Regions from separate parts of the Danio rerio genome. Here region 2 is linked to region 1. A link is a contact called in public Hi-C data. All regions are on one chromosome and are shown on one strand. The core of a region is the stretch at or near the end of the contact, and the rest is flanking DNA. Distances in the headings are between cores, read along the strand shown. Region 1 holds the start of eif3jb (eukaryotic translation initiation factor 3, subunit Jb). Region 2 holds the start of igdcc3 (immunoglobulin superfamily, DCC subclass, member 3).

Evidence for each region. A called contact is a pair of places that touch in the nucleus more often than the background predicts.
Region 2: a Hi-C map of an unstated tissue shows a contact between it and region 1, with 5 times the contacts expected there. The contact joins the promoter of igdcc3 here to the promoter of eif3jb in region 1. A contact is called at or near these places in 1 of 18 Hi-C or Micro-C datasets (an unstated tissue) and 1 of 4 datasets of contacts at active chromatin or transcription factors (embryo).

Annotation. Positions count from the first base shown.
Region 1 is chr7:31,471,898-31,477,388 of GRCz12tu, reverse strand. It overlaps eif3jb (eukaryotic translation initiation factor 3, subunit Jb), which reads right to left and starts at 2,761. Exons shown (of 8, transcript NM_213502.1): 1 at 2,688-2,761; 2 at 2,505-2,599; 3 at 1,250-1,316; 4 at 930-1,018; 5 at 190-304; 6 at 1-27. The coding sequence starts at 2,709. It overlaps strc1 (stereocilin 1), which reads right to left. Exons shown (of 28, transcript XM_005168943.6): 26 at 4,762-4,859; 27 at 4,262-4,412; 28 at 3,530-4,085. The coding sequence ends at 3,991.
Region 2 is chr7:31,663,849-31,669,339 of GRCz12tu, reverse strand. It overlaps igdcc3 (immunoglobulin superfamily, DCC subclass, member 3), which reads left to right and starts at 2,293. Exons shown (of 14, transcript XM_003198969.7): 1 at 2,293-2,576. The coding sequence starts at 2,513.

The sequences.
Region 1 (5,491 bases), core at 1,512-4,011:
AGGCATTTGCAGCAGCAGGATCCACACCTAAAGACGGGAAGAAATTCATCGATTAACTTTATACATATATATATATATATATATATATATATATATATATATATATATATATATATATATATATATATATATATATACATATATACATATGAAGAAATTGGAAGACTTCACCAAAGTGCTGTTTCTTACCAAAAGCCTCACGGGCCAATTCCATGTCTGCCTCCTCCTGCAGCTTTTTCAGTCTAGCTTTTTCTGCTAGCTGCTCCTCTAACGTCAGACTCTCACTAGCTGCTGTTTCCTGATTCTATTCATTTCATAAATAATACATGGTTGTAAAATTAGAAGATTAAGAATTAATGCTTAAAAACTACAGGCTGGTTTATACTTCTGCGTTGAGTGATCGCTGTGAACCACGGCACATATCTTGTGCGCAGTCGTGCATTTATACTTCTGCGTGTTTGTGTTGCTCTGCAATAACATGTCCGGAACGCTAGCTGGCAGTAGGTTATGTTGTGTTCGTCTGTATCGAGTTTCTTCGTGAGCGTTTTGTTTATTATGAACGCTACCTTAATGTAGTTGGACATGCTCATTCAGAGACGGGAACCAGCGGACGTGCAACAACTTTAATAATAAGGTAAACACGAAACATTTAGAGCTCCTTCTCGGAACTCGACACTCACTCCATTGGGCTCACGGCTCTTAGCACCGCCCACACTGGGCACTGCTACCAAGCCAACCAGTCACAGAGCTTGAGGTAAATATCATTGCGATGTGTGGTTACATGTTTTGAGAGGTGCGCATCAGTGTCAGCTTCAGCCACAGTGAGGGCTATGCGGCCACACGAAAGCTGCATCGGAACATACGCGTGCGCTTGCGGCAGAAGCATAAATCAGCCTTAATAGTTATACACCTAATAATTATGTTATTACCTTTTTCAACTCCTCTTGTTTTTTCTTTTGCAAAAGTTCTTTCTCTTTTATTTTGTCACTTAATTTTTTCTTCTCAGGAGGTTTCACTTCTGTTAGAAATGTAAAAAATCAAACCATAAGAAAATGCTGTTAAAGTCAAACAATAATTACAAAAAAGCAAAGTAAAAATCTAGAACATTAAATGAAGAATTTCGGAGATCACTGGTGATTTAAAATGAAGTGATCAGTTACACACACTGAGGCTAGAAAAAAAAGGCAAAATAAAGTGAATCTTTTTAATGGCCAGTTTTTAAAGATATATGAAATTGTAAGATCAATACCAGCTATTTTCTGTTCAACTTTCTTCTCCTCCTCCTTCTCCTCCTCCTCCTCATCATCCCAGTTATCCTACACACAGAAAAGCACAGTGCGTCAAACATATGCAAGATGATGAAATAATTTGGCCGTAAATATTGTCTCATTTATTCATTAAAGAAAGACCCCCATCAAACATCAAGACAGGTGAAACAATTTCTCTTCTGCAATTAATAGAAATACATTTACAGAAACCTACAACAACATTGATAACAGCTCACTTTTTAAATATAATGTTTTAAGGCTACAGGATGAATTAAAAAACATTGTTTCCTTAACATTGCAGGTTTTCCATCATAGTGGATACTCCAGAAAAAAAAATCATTTGAACCCTTGAGCCCCCAGTAAGCGGTTTTATTCAGCGTGCGCTTTCTAGAGCTGCTTTTAAACAAAGCAACACGCGGTATAATAACAGTCCAATAATAACACAGGCGCGTGCACATATATGAGCTCGAGAAGGGACGGCACGTGAGAGAATTCTAGATCTGCGCGTCACCAGCACACGCAACATGACTCAATCGCGTCATGACGTCAACAGGAACTCAACCAGCTGCTGCTGCCAGGCGCACAAACGGCAACATCCACATGACAGCGACTGGAAGTGAAACACAAAATCAGCCGAGAAAAAAAAAACTAAAGGAAACTGCCACTAGCTAGAATGTAAACGCGGTGTACCACTACTAACAAGTATATTTAACAAGCTGATGTATCTAGAACATTAGTAACAAAGGGGAGTAAATTAATTGTCAGTATCTTACAATGAACTAAACTGCAAACGAAGCTTCATGTGGTTGGCCACGGAACTAGAATAAGTCTAAACATTTCAACCACTAATACATTAACTGACCGATGTGTTATCAGTATTAACGTTAACTATATTAACGTTAGTTTGATTTTGTAAAGAGCTGTCAGTGTATTGTTGTTAGTGTATCAACTGTCACATAACAGATCGCTCAACACGTTTGCTGACGTAAACGGACAGAAACTGTCAGTGCAAGAGAAGTAAGTTACTAGAAATCAAGAAGGCGCAACTGGATACAGCTGGTGTATCCCCAAATAAAACGGGCCTATTCTGGGCTAGCGAAACGGCTAAAAATACACCAGGGTCGCCCATGTTACTTATGCTATCTTTAGCCACACGTGACTCGAGAAAGCAGAATTAAAATGACTAATACCCTGTTTAGCAATAAAGTTTTGATAACTTGCCCATTAGCACCTTACCTTTACGTCTTCCTCCTCGTCCTCGCCTTCCCATCTGTCCAGCCGCCCGGCGGTGGCAATTTTAATCTGCTCATTTGGCTCGAAGTTGTCAGCGTCTTTGGATAAACAAAATAATGTCGAAGCTTAACAGCGACCGACACCATTTCAAGCGCTCAACCTTTAAATATTGATAGCAATCCTTACCCCATTCGTCTGAATCCGCCATCTTGGCTAACTGTGAGTTAGTTTAACTAGTAGCTGAGAGAAAGCATGTGCACAGAGCTGCTCTGATCTACGCGCTTCTGCCTTCATGCTGACGGGATACCGGAGGACTAAGTGGAGCTGTGTGGCGACACCGTGTGGCGAATACACAAGGCTCGTGTGTGTCAAAAACTAGATAGTAATAACAATGCCATTGTGTTTATTATTATTAATTATCATCATTCTTATTGTTTTTCTTGTAGTGAAATTCTATTTTGTTAAAGTTGTAAAATTATTAGGCCCCAGGCCCTTACAGGAGGTAAACATATGAAGAGTTCAGATGAGTTCAGCCTTCAGAAAACTTCTAAAATGAGCACTTTTATATTTTTTACCTGTGTAGCTTCAGATATTTCACAGTTATGGGTATGAATAGATTATTTATATTGCCTTTAAAGTCAAATAACAGCATAAAAACATAGGAGACTGAGATAAATTATCATTTTAGAAGAACAGATCCGATCCATTTAGAGGTCTTTGCAACTGAAATCTTCATATGGCTTTACCGTGAATAAAACTAAAACAGCACGGTGACTACATTTAAACAATAGTGACCACACATTGCAACACAAACCGTAATTTAACCATGGAGTTTAAAGAACAAACAAACAACAAAACAACACTTTTACTAAAATAAAACCATGGTTAATTTTCATTAGGGGTCTAACACTTTGCTAAATAATACATGTATTAGTTGATGCACAAAAATACAAGAACACTAAACTTCAAATTACATAAATAGGGAGAATGAACACAAGAATGACTTTACAAATGAAAGAACAAAGAAATTTCACGATCAGGGTTTACTTTTTAAGTTAATACCACCAATTTAGATGTGTCATTGCATGAAGGCTCTTCTTAAAGCAGTTAAAAATACATGCATAAATTAATAAATATTATAAATAAAACTGGACACAAAGATAAATGTAAAGCACAAAAGTCAAACCAAAATACAGACATAAATGTTGATACATTATTTTCCAAACTAAAAATAAACAAAAGCTCTTTATCATGACCAAAAATGCTGTAGAAATTCCTTAAAGAAATATTTCTATGAGTGATTGTTAATATTACAATGTACTTATCAAATATCTCTGATGCAATTTCACAGAACATTTCTGAAACCCAATTCAGCAATTTAAAAAGGCTGAATACATATTTACAGTATTGAAGTTACACCATATTGCACATATTTGGAAAGGAGTGTTCAGTTCAGTATAGCAGCGAATCAGAAGTGACAGATTCAAACTCATCCCATAACAGGAGGAAGCGACAGCAACGTTATCAGGATGCTGAAGAGGTAGAAAATATGACAGGGGTAAACTGCGACTCCCAGAGACCTGCCTAAAAGCATACACAAAAACAGCTGTTAGACACAATAAAGAGCATTGCAACCCAGTGATAACTTAAACGTATCCAAATATCAGTCAATCAAAACTTATGATGATACTGTATTAAATATTGTGAAATAGCAGAGCTTCTCTTTCTCCCGCCCTCTTTTAAAACAGAAGTGAATGTACCTCTGAAATCAATAGGTTTGTCCTCCCAGGGATTGAGCACCATGTACAGGGCCGTCTGCTGTACTGAAGACAGAGCAGAGCGCTGGGCATCAGTTACAGCAATGGCCTGCTCATAGGTGAACATGCGAATCTGTGCCTGGTTAAACACCACCTGAGAAGAGAGAAAGTAGAAAGCACAGGTAGAACTATCCTGAAATTACTCCAAAATATAGAGTACATCATTAGAGTGTTTTTACCAGTGGTCTAAGTTGCATGCATAATTCAAGTTTATTTATATAGCACATTTCATACACAATGGTAATTCAAAATGCTTTACATAAAAAAGAAGATTAAGAAAAGATTTAGAAAAGAAATCACAAATTAAGTATGAGAAATGACCAACAAGATACATGAATACAGTGTGATCAGTTGACTTAGCACATTGCTTATTTGGTAAGTGCACCAACTTAACAGATATCACTTCAGGGTTTCACACTAGAAAAATAAAAACAGACACTGACTGCAAATTTGCCCGCTGGGATGAGAGAGATGGCAAGTGGGGTGATTCCCTCTATTTGTTCCTTCACCAAAGCAGACATGGCTATATCAGGCAACCCCGCTACAGATAAAAAAAAACAACAATTATTGTGATTTTGAACTAAAAAGCAACTAAGACGCAATGTTCTTATTGATACTGATGCTAATACAGAATTTATTAAGACTAAAACTATTAGCTTTCAATAATAGACAGGTAATAAGCCAGTAGTCAATAGCATGAATTGTTACTTAAACTAGTGTTATTACCTATTTCTATATTACCTATTTTATCGTGCTATAACCTATTTTAACACATTTTTATCTATTTTTCATTCTTATTTTTATAATCCTTACTATTTTTTATTTTCTTACACTTGTCACTTTTATTCCTGTTTATGTAAAGCACTTTGAATTGCCACTGTGTATAAAATGTGCTATATAAATAAACTTGCCTTGCCTTGCCTATTATGCATGTTTAAACAAATTATTGTTATATTGTTATAATACCACCCCCTAAAACCTCCAGAATATAATTTATTTAAAGGTGTGTCAAGTAAATTATTTTTTTTGTTGATAACCTAAATATCCATTTATGTATTTGCAGATGTTAAACAGTGACATAAAACAGTATTTACAGTTTATTCAAATAACTCGAACAAATAATTAAATTCTATTCTGTTATTGCGTGACTCTCTGGAAAACCTTATTCTCGTT
Region 2 (5,491 bases), core at 1,044-3,543, 190 kb before region 1:
GGTTTAAACACAGTTGTAAGGCAACATTGTGTGATTATAGCCATCCTCTAATGGTATAAATTAATCACACTTCATAGAAACTGTCTGCATGAACACTTTAATTGGTATTTTCCCTTTGTACGTGTCATTATAGGCATGGGCTGGTATAAGATTCTGACGGTATGATAACCTTGGGTAAAATTATTCTGTTTTATGATATCACGATATTGCACTTACTACTCTAAAATATGTTCTTTATAAATGTCTGGGTAAAACAAAAAAATATATATTTTTCACCATTAAACATGGTATATATATTTTTTAACATTTAAAAATTTTTGAATGTCAGGCTTAATTATGTAAATAAGTCATTTACTTCTGCTGTCTTAATTAGTTTAAAAAAACAGATTTCTTGAAAAGGCATTTGGATACCTTTCTTTTCTTTGGATATAAAGTAAGCCACTGCACTGTTCAGCTCTACAGCATGCTGGATGTTGATTTAAGAGATTTATTTTTCAGATGTTTTCTGAATCATGCACTGACCAGTAGCTTGCGATGTGGAGGGTCCTTTTCTAATGTTGCCCTAAAATAAAACTCAATAAATGTACAAATACCTCAGGGATGATAAAGCAGAATTTGAATGGTTTTAAAACCTTGACTTTTCAAAACCATGGTAAACCTTAAAAGTGGTTATCGTCTCATGCCTAGTCATTACAGGGGAAAGTCTCGCTTATCAGTAAAGATCTTTCCCTCATAAACAGCCCTGAGTGAGAAGCAGCCGTTAGCTGCCATTCGATTTTCACACCATACCTGCTGAAGGTAATGTCAGTGACTAATGCCAAGTTCAGATTTTACTATCATACCAAATAGTAAAACTAACTATCAGATGGTAGAACTAATATATCAGAGAACTACATTAACTTTTTTTGGCACATTTTATTCAACAAAAAAAAAATAAATCACCAATTCAGATCCTTCTTCTTCACATTTTAAAATTGGAATTGATGTGTTTGGTAAAACTCTTAGATTGGTTAAAAATATTACAATCATTATTTTGAAAATGCCACTGATATAATTTTTTTCCTCTGCGTTTATTTTTCCTCTTTTCATTTTTTTCTTATTCCATTATTTTATTCATTCATTTTCTTTTCGGCTTAGTCCCTTAATCTGGGGTCGCCACATCAGTATGAACCATCAACTTGTCCAGCATATGTTTTATGTAGCGGATGCCCTTCCAGCTGCAACCCATCACTGGGTAACATCCATACACCCTCATTCACAAACATACATCACGGACAATTTAGTTTATTCAATTCACCTGTACAGCATGTCTTTGGATTTATGGGGGAAACCGGAGCACCCGGAGGAAACCCAAGCTAACGCGAGGAAAACATGCAAACTCCACACAGAAATGCCAACTGACCCAGCCGAGGCTCGAACCAACAACCTTTTTGCTGTGAGGTGACAGCACTGCCTACTGCGCCACCGCGTCGCCCACATTATTTTATATGTATTATGATTTAATCTACTCTGTTAAATTATTATCATTATTGTTTCTACTACTATTATTTACCTGTATGTTCGATTTCTGTATGTTTGTTTCTTGAATTAATAGTTAAAAAAAGGAAATTGTGAAAAACTTGCTTCCATTTTACAAATATTTCCTGAACAAAATAACAATGTAGCCTAGCCAATAAAAATATAGGCTTATTCTGTAGTCTGATGGTATTTAAAAAATAGTCATCTAATTACAAGTACTTTGGGGAATCTGATGATAACATAAGTTATTAGGCTACCTTCTGTTTGGACTTCTGTTTTGGAAGAAAGACACTTGTTTATGTCAGGCTCAATGCTGAACCTCCAATAGATGGCACTCTTTTATCACTGCTGGCTCATGTCTGACATTTTAACTTCTATTTATTCTATCAAAATGTGCAGTAGTAAAGAAACATAAACTAACATTATAAGCATAGAAATTAATAATAGAAATTAATCTGTTGTTGATGACAGTAGCCTATTATTTCTAGCAAAAGCTGAATCATCCTCCTCCAATTATTCCGCTTATATTAGTTTGTTTCTAACTGTCTTTGTTCGGCTGTGCTTTCATTATTGTAAACAATATTTGATATAAGATTATTTTAATGCCCAGCACACATAACCACCCGGTATCCTCTCTTCCAGCTCTGTGTTTGAGGCGTCTTTTGTTCTGAGAGAGAGAGAGAGAGAGAGAGAGAGAGAGAGAGAGAGAGAGAGAGAGAGAGAGAGAGAGAGAGGCTGCGCTCGGAAAGGTGGATGGATGAGCGCGCGCGTGTTGGTTGGTTGGTTGGTTTGGTCGCGATGAGGAGAGACTGAGAGCGCGAGATGCTGCTGCTACTGACACATTCCTTGAAAGATGTGTAAAATGGCGCAAGTATGTTGAAGCCACCGGCTGTAGTTTATTTCAAGAGGAGCTGATTTCTTCCTTCCCCATCCTTGTCTTCGCTCTTGCCTCACCTTCTTTTATTGCATTTCGTCTAATTTTCAATGTGATTAAATGGCTTCCGGACGGCGCCGCCAGGCTCCATGCTCTCTCGGAATACTCCTGCTCGCTTTTGTCGGTAAGTGTGTGCTCTCTCTCTACGCTAAACTCGCTGTATTGGGTCACTTGGGCAGTAGGGTTGACCGTGAACTTGGATCTTATTTAGGGTCTGCTTCGGACGGGGTTCTAAAGCGATTGTAGGGGTCGTGTTTACAGCTGTAGTTGCAGACTAGGGTGGGTGTGTTTGCCTGCATGTAGATGGTACTGAAGCATGGATTGGTTTTGTGAATGGAGACTTCCACGCGCTTGCTGACACACTGCATTTTGGGTTTCTGGCAGTTTTAAGACCCTGAAAATGCTTTTATGTTAAATTGTGAAGTTCATATAAATAAAAAAGCGTTGTTTGCACGTGTTTTGAATGTATGTGGGAAATAGCAATGATATTATAAGCATAATTTTTAAGTAATATGTAGCAACCTGATGTTATTGTATACACGTGTTCCATACGTTTGATTTGCTCAAATGCCTTATGCAAATTTAACCAGGATTTTATTATGTGTTTTTAAGGATTAATTGCCATGTGTCAGTTTTATTATAAAATGGTTAGGCTACTGTTGTTACATAGTTGAACTACAATAACCATGTTTTTAGTTTTATTTAGACATTTTTAATGAATATACTGCTTATGAGTGTTTGACTGTTAATATATATGAATACATTTTTTATCAGGATTTAGGCAGGCAATTGCTCTTGATCTTCGACGAGGGCTTTAATTAACTTAATAAAACCCCTTATGATAATGAATAATGGTTTTCTTATTATAAAAGTTTTCCAACCACATATATTTTTTTGTGGATTTAGCTTTTGTTTGACCAGTTTTACTAAACGAAGGTTATGAGTGCCACGATTTAACTACAACAAACATGGTGTTTGGATTTATTTGTACACTGTCAGAAAAAAAGGGTATGGTTGGGGTCCATTTGTGAACACTTGGGTTTCAAATAGAGAAGTTGTACCTGCAATGGTCCATAGTAGCACCATGTGTTACTCATGTATCATTTAAGGGTAAACAAAAGTACAAATAAGTTCCCAACTGTCAAAGGGTCCATTTTTTGACCATTTAAGGCCCAAACAAAGCTACAATCACTTGTGTGAAAAAGCAGAAAGTTAACATTTATGAAAAGGTCATTCATTAATATTAAGATAATAATTGCCATGAGTTGTAGGTTATGTGTTTGAAATACACACAAAGTGATTCATCAACAATAAAATTATTTAATTATATAAAGCATGTCCTTAATATTATTATTATTATTTTTTTCTGACAGTGTAAAACTAATTTCCATAAGGGGAGTGTGTTTGATCAGAACAACATTCTCCTTCAATTTTAAGTATCAGATTACTGTATTTTCATGCTAAAACATCAACACATGAACACAATCTAAAAAAGAATAAGCTATTATTGTTAAAATATTTTATTATTAATATACACCATATAATAGAAGCCAAAACTTGCTTGATTCTTCACAGACAATGAATGGACTAGTGAGCATAAAGATCATAGGAGAGAGCCTGAGGCTTGTGCAGTTTCATATTCTCTGATTTATGATCGACTGTAGCCTTGAATAGCTATTTTTAAGGTCTTTCTGCTATTTGACATCTCCAGCACTCTAGGCATGTGTATAGCTCTATTAACATTGACATTCACAGTATAGGTTTTCAGTACATATTGTTCATTTTTAGTAGTCAGGCCATCCAGGTATTCCTTAAAATTGAGATGCTTAATATATATATATATATATATATATATATATATATATATATATATATATATATATATATATATATATATATATATATATATATATATATATATATATACTTAATATTTCTATCCTATATTTTTCTAAACTAGCCTACAGTGGCTCATCTCAGCCCACAGGTGAGCAGCTTGTGTCTGTTATCTCTCATAGACAGCAGGAGCTCCGATTGATTGTTTCCTTTTTTTTGTGTTTCCATTGTGGTGGAAAAGTGAGGAAAGAACTGAAGGCTGCTGTTGTCTTGAAGATTGTGTGTCAAGGCTGTCTCTCTCTTTTCTTCTGTTTCTTTGTTCCCCTGTAATTGTCAGTTTGTGTATGTGAGCGTGTGGCCTGTTTGCTTGGGCTGGAGGGCAGTGTGCAGGATGCGTGTGCTTATGGAGCATGACATTCAGGGAATCGGGATTTTGCTTAGTGTTCACAAAGCTCATTTTACTGCAAAGTACTTCGATCATCATAAGCAAACCGCATAGACGCTGAGGTCACATGTTAAAATTACTGGCTTGTGCTGAAGTCTTCCTTCAGGTCTTCATGGTAGGGTGCCATTACAGAGCTGCCAATCAGGAAAGCACTTAGTGAAAGGAGGTAATGCATGGATTGGGTTGGTAAATTGCAAAGTGTCTTTAGTTAACTCTCTGTTGCGGAAAACTTCTTTTTAATGTTCTGAGGTCCAGGTTGGCAAATGTAATGCATGATGTGTGCAACAAATGAATGAAACCGCTTTGTATCACATGTCTTTGTATTACAAGACCTGTTGATGTATAGTGCTGTTGGCCTAAAAGCCTACTGTAATTCAATCATAGATACTCAAGGGCAGCAGTCTTTCCTTCAAAAGAATAGAAACTCACGATGTAATTACAATGTCAATGTCTCTAATAATAAATCTTATATCTCGTGGATGATCTTTGAGATTGGATATTGTGAATGTCTCAATACTAATGCTATATAAAAACAGTGTAAAATGCTAATCTATCTGCTGAAATTTACAGTCTGCCTGTCATTTGTGTCTTTATGCACTACTGTACTGTTTTTTTAAAGGGGTTTCTTTTTTTAAAAGCATTTCTTATTATTGGCAACGATATTACAAAAATGGTTGTGCTGCTTAATTATTATTTTTGAAAACCATACATATTTTTTACAAGTTCTCAAATGTTTTATTTAAACGGAAAATCATTGT